Linked DNA regions of Sus scrofa: region 2 is linked to region 1. Evidence: chromatin contacts called from public HiChIP or PLAC-seq data. All regions are on one chromosome and are shown on one strand. The core of a region is the stretch at or near the end of the contact, and the rest is flanking DNA. Distances in the headings are between cores, read along the strand shown.

Region 1 (3,458 bases), core at 341-2,840:
GCTCATAGCAATGCTGGATCCCCGACCCACTAAGTGAGGCCAGGGATTGAACCCACATCCTTATGGACCCTAGTCAGATTCGTTTCCACTGTGCCACGAAGGGAACTACCCCCACAGCGGACATTTTAACTCCCCTCCTCTACTCACTTAAGCTATGGTTGCCTTTGCCCAGTGTAAGTCAGTTAAAGATCTTTTCCTGGACAAGTGACTCAAATTTTGATTCCTGAGGTATCCTAGCCTGCTTTATTTTTTGAAACTTAATAACTGGGCATGTAAAAGGAAGATTCTAGACTCTGTGTAAACCTCACTTACAGCAGTTAACTCTAATTTACCTTTGATAACCACTGCCAATAACATCAACCAATACTAGAAGCCTAATTTCTCTAGCTGTGAATTGCGTTTTTTGACTGATCACAATGTTTTATGAAACATAGCAATAGTACCAAAAACAAAGGCATTCAATGATTCCACAGATTATATCAATGGTAGAATTATGACAAAAAAAGAAATGGCAAATAATGCAGATTAAATGTCAGTTTTAATAATTAAGAAATGTTTTCCCCAAGGCTTCCAGATAAAGATGGCAAGTTCAACATAATAATTCAATTTCACTTCCTCTGAAATTCCACTAAAACCACAGTAAAGGTATATTTTTAAAACCCATAAACTCATAAATCCAGAAAGAAGAGAAAAGGAGACAACAGCAATAAAACTGTGGACACTGGAATGCAGAAAAAGTGACTTCGAATATAGTGGGAAAAGCCAAGAACTAAGTTGATGTGTATCACAGACTCTTCCAAAGGCTCAGGAGCTAAGTGGACTTCCAGAAGTGGGAGGTGGGGAGTAGTAAGAAGGGATATTAAATAAGCAATGATAGAATACAGATATGTTTTGGGGGTTCTTTTGGTCTTTTTAAGGGCCTACCCCCAGCATATGGAAGTTCCCAGGCTAGGGGTTGAATCAGAGCTGTAGCTGCTGGCCTGCACCACACCCACAGCCACAATAATGTGGATCCGAGCTGCATCTGCCACCAACACCACAGCTCACAGCTCACAGTGGATCCTTAACCCACTGAGCAGGGCCAGGGATCCAACCCGCGTCGTCATGGATATTAATCAGGTTTGTTACCTCTGAGCCACAATGGGAACTCCATGAATGCAGTTTTAAAATACATTCCCCACCCCTAGAGGAGTGCTGGCTGGGCTTGGTGACTTTCTTCCAAAAAACAGGGTATGGAAAGAAAGATACAAGTAACTAGAGAAACCAGAGACACCACTTTAGCCAAGTGAGCACTCAGGGTTAAGGTCACCAGTCATAAGTCGTGTTGCTGTCATGGACTCCTGATAGGATACAATGAAAAAGGCAGTTCATCCCTGTGACTTTCTTCCTCCATATTCCTGATGTAATCATGGCAAACCCAAACATTAGGCAAACTCAAATTGAAGGACAGCCTATAAACTACCTGACCAGGACTCTTCAAAACCGCCAAGACCATGGAAGACAAAGAAAAAACTGTCACAGCTTGGAGACCAAGGGAGCATGATTACTGAATGCAGTGTAATATCCTGAAACAGAGAAAGGGAACTGGCGAAAAAACTGTTGAAATCCAAATAAAGTCTGCGGTGATGTTTTCACAGTGTTGCACTCACGGCAATTTCTTGGTTTTGGTAAATGCCGCTGGATTATGGAAGATATTACCATTCAGGGAAGCTTGGGGAAGAGTATACCCAAGCCTGTACCATCTTTGCAAATTTTTGTAAATCAAAATTATTTCAAAATAAAAAAATTTTAAATATTAAAAAAAAAGAAAAGGAGCTAGAGTGCTAGCTCCCCTCCCTCATGGTATTAACTCCTACAGAAAACTGGAACTGGTGGCAGAATGATGGAACAGCTGTGGGAACAGGTACCCAACTGGGAAACAGGAGGACCATCTAAGCATGTGGACACTGAATGATAAAAGCCAGTACCAGCCTTAGAACTGGGCGCATGGGCCCCACTAGTTAAGAGAGCCCCACCTATCAGAGAGATAGAGAAAATAAGTTCATGAAAGACCATATGGGTATCCTTATCAAGTCGCCGCACTCAGCACTGGCATAGTACCATCTGTAACTTTAAATATGTCCCTTTTGTGCCTCTAACTTCATTTGAGCCCCAGGGAGATGCTTCTCTACATCTCTTGCTCTTGTCCTCCTTTCTCCTCTAAATAAAAGGTGACTGTTCCTGAATGCTGTGTAGGTGTGTGGGTTGTGCTCTTATGTCAGACAGACTTTGCTATGGAAAGAATGTGAACAGCAGAAGCACTTCGCTAAGAGAAAATACAAATTAATTAGTTTGACAAATCGTTCTGAGAGCCTGTGTGAAATAGATACTTATGTATTAAATTCTCAGAGCATCGGATGTCCATTTTTTTTATTTCATTTTGAATTCCAGTTGGAGGATCCAGTGACATTCGCTAATTAACATACTATTCAGCACCATTATGCATGACAGCTGAGAAACATTTTGCAGTATTAAATAATTCATATTACTTTTTTTGGCTGTGCCCACAGCATATGGAAGTTCCCAGGCCAGGGGTCAAACCCAGCACCTCTACAATGACCTGAGCCACTGCAGAGACCACATCAGATCCTTAACTTGCTGCATCACAGCGAGAACTCCCATATTACTCTCTTGATGTTGTTTTATTTTTTTAATTTTTTATTATAGTTGATTTACAATCCCATATTACTTAAGTCTGTGTGTACATATATCTAGATGTAGAAAGTGTGAAGTGAACTGTATATTTCACAGTGAATGATGGATAGTGATTCTAGGATTGCTATTTGTTTTACTTTTACAAAATTTTTAACGATTTAAATAAAATGTTAAATTTGAATTACCAGACAAGCAACGAGAGAAAGCATGAGATGACTTCTCAGTTCTCTCTCTCGATAAGTTACAGTTTCCTCAAGCAAGGTTTGCACAACAGGTAACACTTATCCAATGTTTCTCAAACCCGAGGCAATTTCCTTCCCTGCCTCACCTTGGGGACAGGCATTTGGCAATACCTGGAGACGTTTTTGACTGCCATGATTCAAGGATGGGCTGCTACTGGTGTCTGGTAGGTAGAGGCCAAGAATGCTGCTAAACATCTCACAATGCACAGGGCAGCCCCCCACAACAACAAAAAATCCATTCCAAAATGTTAATAGTGCCACAGTTGTGAACTCTGTTTTACGTACGTCCAGGAGTCTGGGGTTCTCTAAGCCTTGTTGTCTCTCACATACTGCTATTCCAGTTGTCAAGACCCCACTCTTCCCTAATCTAATTTAACCTGACATTCACAAAATGTCTAGCAAAGTATGTGAACTCATGTACTAATATAATTTGCCAAATCATGGAATCAATCTCTGAATATGGTAGTTACCTCAGCCATATGACTACAAGCTGCAAGAGATTTTTTACAACATTATCCCATA
Region 2 (3,458 bases), core at 581-3,080, 190 kb before region 1:
TTGAACCTGCATCTTCACAAGGACTATGTCAGGTTCTTAACCCACTGAGCCACAATGGGAATTCCAGTGATCTTTGATGTTACTGCCACGACTTGCTGAAGGCTCAGATGATGGTTAGAATTTTTTTTTTCAGCAATAAAGAACTTTTTGTCCTCTTTTTGGGGCCACACCCTCGGCATATGGAGTCTCCCAGGCTAAGTGTTTAATCAGAGCTGTAGCCGCTGGCCTATGCCACAGCCACAGCAACTCGGGATCCGAGCTGCATCTGTGACCCACACCAAAGCTCACGGCAACGCCGGATCCTTAACCCATTGAGTGAGGCCAGGGATGGAACCCGCAACCCCGTGGTTCCTAGTCGGATTCCTTAACCACTGAGCCACGATGGGGACGCCAATAAAGCATTTTTAAATTAAAGTATACATTGTTGTTTTTGTTGTTGTTTGTTTGTTTTTTGTTTGAGGCTCTGTCTATGGTATATGGAAGTTCCTGAGCCAGGGATCAAACCTACACCACAGCAGCACCCTGAGTCACTGCAGTGACAAGGCTGCCTACTGTGCCACAAGGAACTCCTACATTTCTTTTTTTTTTGTCTTTTTGCCTTTTCTAGGGCCCCTCCCACAGCATATGGAGGTTCCCAGGCTAGGGGTCTAATCGGAGCTGTAGACGCCGGCCTACGCCAGAGCCATAGCAACATGGGATCCGAGCCGCATCTGCAACCTACACCACAGCTCACAGCAATGCCAGATCCTTAACCCACTGAGCAAGGGCAGGGATCGAACCCGCAACCTCACGGTTCCTAGTTGGATTCATTAACCACTGAGCCACAACAGGAACTCCTACTTTTTTTTTTTTTCAAAGACGTAATGCTATTGCTCACTATACTGTAAGGTAACCTAACTTTTATATGCACTGGGAAACCAAAAATTCATGTGACTTTATTGCTACTTTGGCTTTACTGTGATACTGGTTTTACTCCAGTGGTCTGGAACCCAACCCAAAAGAAATATCTACATGATGTGTCTGTGTTTGGCCTCTTCCCTCTGTACTTTTCACGACACTTCCCACTTCCTGTTACCTAACCCCTCCATTCCATCTCCATAAACATAATTAAAAAAAAAAAAACAGCAACAACCAGGCTTGAAGGCTAAACTATTAATGGACACTTGTCTTGAGTACCATCTCCTTCAACCCTCATGAAACCCACCTGCAGTAGCAATTCTTATGATGATTCCTATTTTACAGACGAGGAATTCAAAGCCAGGGAGGTTCAGTCACTTGCCCAAGGCTGCATCATTCTAAATTGGGGAGCAAGACCTGAACTCTTATCTGTCTTGTATCTGAGTCCATGTGGTCACACACTTGGCAGAACTTTCTCCCTGTCCCCATGGCACATCCCTGTAAGCCTGGTCCTTAACACATTGTTGACCAAATCTCCCGTGCCTGGGGAGTATAAATAGTGATTCTACACACAGATACGTCAAAGCCTTTCTCCCTCATAGTTCCTCAGCTCTGTACTGGCCTCTGTGACTTTTCAGAGGCTGCCGAGTTGCCTGGTTACGAGGGTGCTTCCGAAAGCACGCAACTCCTTTTTTCTTGCAACATTCCATGTATTAATTCTTTGGGCCACATCTTAACTAACATCACGCTTGGGGTTTCAGAAACAACGTGACCCCTTTCTTGGGGGCAAAGAGGCTCACAGCCTGGAAACCACGCATGGGATAAAGGATGACTCTGACATTCAGGACTTCAGGTCCTGGAAGAGCTGTCAGGGGAGAAGGTCAGAGCAGCAGGACTTGCCTGGCCTGCTGTGTGTCAGACGCTGTTAATGTTGCTTCCGATTGTTGGTTTGAGAGCCAAGATCGTGCTCCTTCCTCTTTTATCTGGGGTGAGGGCGTTTGGCCTTGGCTGCACTTCCTTTGACTCATGAGGCAAGTGCTAAATATGGTTTCTCTTGTGCCTGCTATTAGAAAATGTCCCCTGCCAGGCAGGACAAAAAATATACAAAGCCCCCTGAGACAAGGAGGCTCTCTCAGAACAGCTCTTTTTGATGATAAATTCTGCCCAGGGCTGCAACCTTGCACAACTCCAGGAGGTGCTGTTTACATAGAAAGTACATGAAACACTAAGAATGCTCCTCCACTGGCCTCCAACCTAGTGGCAACCCTAAAACCTTGCAGTGCAGTGGCCTTGATGCTGTCTCCTTCCAGTTCCCAGGTCAAAAATTAAGGTTAGTTCTGCTGAAAATGAGGAAAAGGGAGAATTTTAAGAAACACTGTGCCTCCAAATTCTTGCAGTTCCAGCATTTTTGAAAAGGTCTTAATGAAAATTAGTACCAGAGTTCCTATCGTGGCGCAGCGGAAAGGAATCTGACTAGGAACCATGAGGTTGCATGTTCAATCCCTGGCCTCACTCAGTGGGTTAAGGAGCCAGTGTTGCTGTGAGCTCTGGTGTAGGTTGAAGATGCGGCTCAGATCCTGCTTTGCTGTGGCTGTGGTATAGGCCGGCAGCTGTAGCTCCGATTACACCCCTAGCCTGGGAACCTCCATATGCCATGAGTGCAGCCCTAAAAATCCCCCCCCCAAAAAAAAGTACCAAAAAAATTATTTTAGGAGTTCCCTGGTGGCCTAGTGTTTAAGGATTCTGTGTTGTCACTGCTGTGGCTTGAGTTTGATCCCTGGCCCTGAAAGTTCCACATGACTCGAGTGTTTCCCTGCCTCCCCCCCCAAAAAGTGAGAGAGAAATGCCCTGATCAGGTATATTCAGAAAATTCCAGGTTAAGTAAAATGAAACAGATTGCTTTGCGACAGGACTTATCAGAGACTTTCATACACTAAAGAATCTTTAAATCCAAGAGGAAGAAGGAAGACATGGGCTGTGGCATTTCTCAAACTTATTTCACTGTAGAATCTGCCCTCCCCACCCTTTTTAGGGCCACACCTGGAAGTTCCCAGGCTAGGGATCGAATCGGAGCTGCAGCTGCCAGCCTACACCACAGCCACAGCTACACCAGATCCGAGCTGCATCTGTGACCTACACCACAGTCTTTGGCAATGCCAGAACCTTAACCCACTGAGCAAGGCCAGGGCTCAACCCCGCATCCTCATGAATAAGCTGAGCCACAACGGAACTCCCTCCTTTTCCCCTTTTTGAAAACTAATGTTTCAGGAAACACAATGTGAAACTCTGGGGCAAGAATGTATTTCCCAAAAAATCAACTTTCCTCAAGGACGTACCGAAAACATCATTTCCCCCCTCCTGCCCCTCCCAGCTTGAATAACTGTGTTCGATCCCTGAAACTGCTGAGAAGGCGCCCAGCCCACCAGTTCACAGGCCCCAGAATCAACTGTGGTATCTGTTGAACTCTAGGATGTGTGCTTGTCGAGCTGGTCCAGTGTGTGTGGCTGAGAAGCCTCAGCTTCCCACCCAGGGCTGCAGCTCCCAGACTGAATGGGACTATC

What was found. HiChIP or PLAC-seq counts read pairs in DNA pulled down with a chosen protein or histone mark.
Region 2: a contact with region 1 is called in an H3K27ac HiChIP or PLAC-seq map of alveolar macrophages. The contact joins two enhancer-like sites. A contact is called at or near these places in 1 of 47 Hi-C or Micro-C datasets (fetal heart ventricle) and 1 of 2 datasets of contacts at active chromatin or transcription factors (alveolar macrophages).

What each region holds. Positions count from the first base shown.
Region 1 is chr1:261,425,048-261,428,505 of Sscrofa11.1, reverse strand. It overlaps the pseudogene LOC110259667. Among named protein-coding and RNA genes, the nearest start is that of STOM, 19 kb to the right of the region's middle. Within about 2 kb of position 1,590, at least 4 of the 83 cell types and tissues checked have an H3K27ac peak or open chromatin away from gene starts, as enhancers often do. A contact at or near this core is called in alveolar macrophages, where this site is marked.
Region 2 is chr1:261,620,158-261,623,615 of Sscrofa11.1, reverse strand. No RefSeq gene overlaps it. Among named protein-coding and RNA genes, the nearest start is that of GGTA1P, 34 kb to the right of the region's middle. Within about 2 kb of position 1,830, at least 28 of the 83 cell types and tissues checked have an H3K27ac peak or open chromatin away from gene starts, as enhancers often do. A contact at or near this core is called in alveolar macrophages, where this site is marked.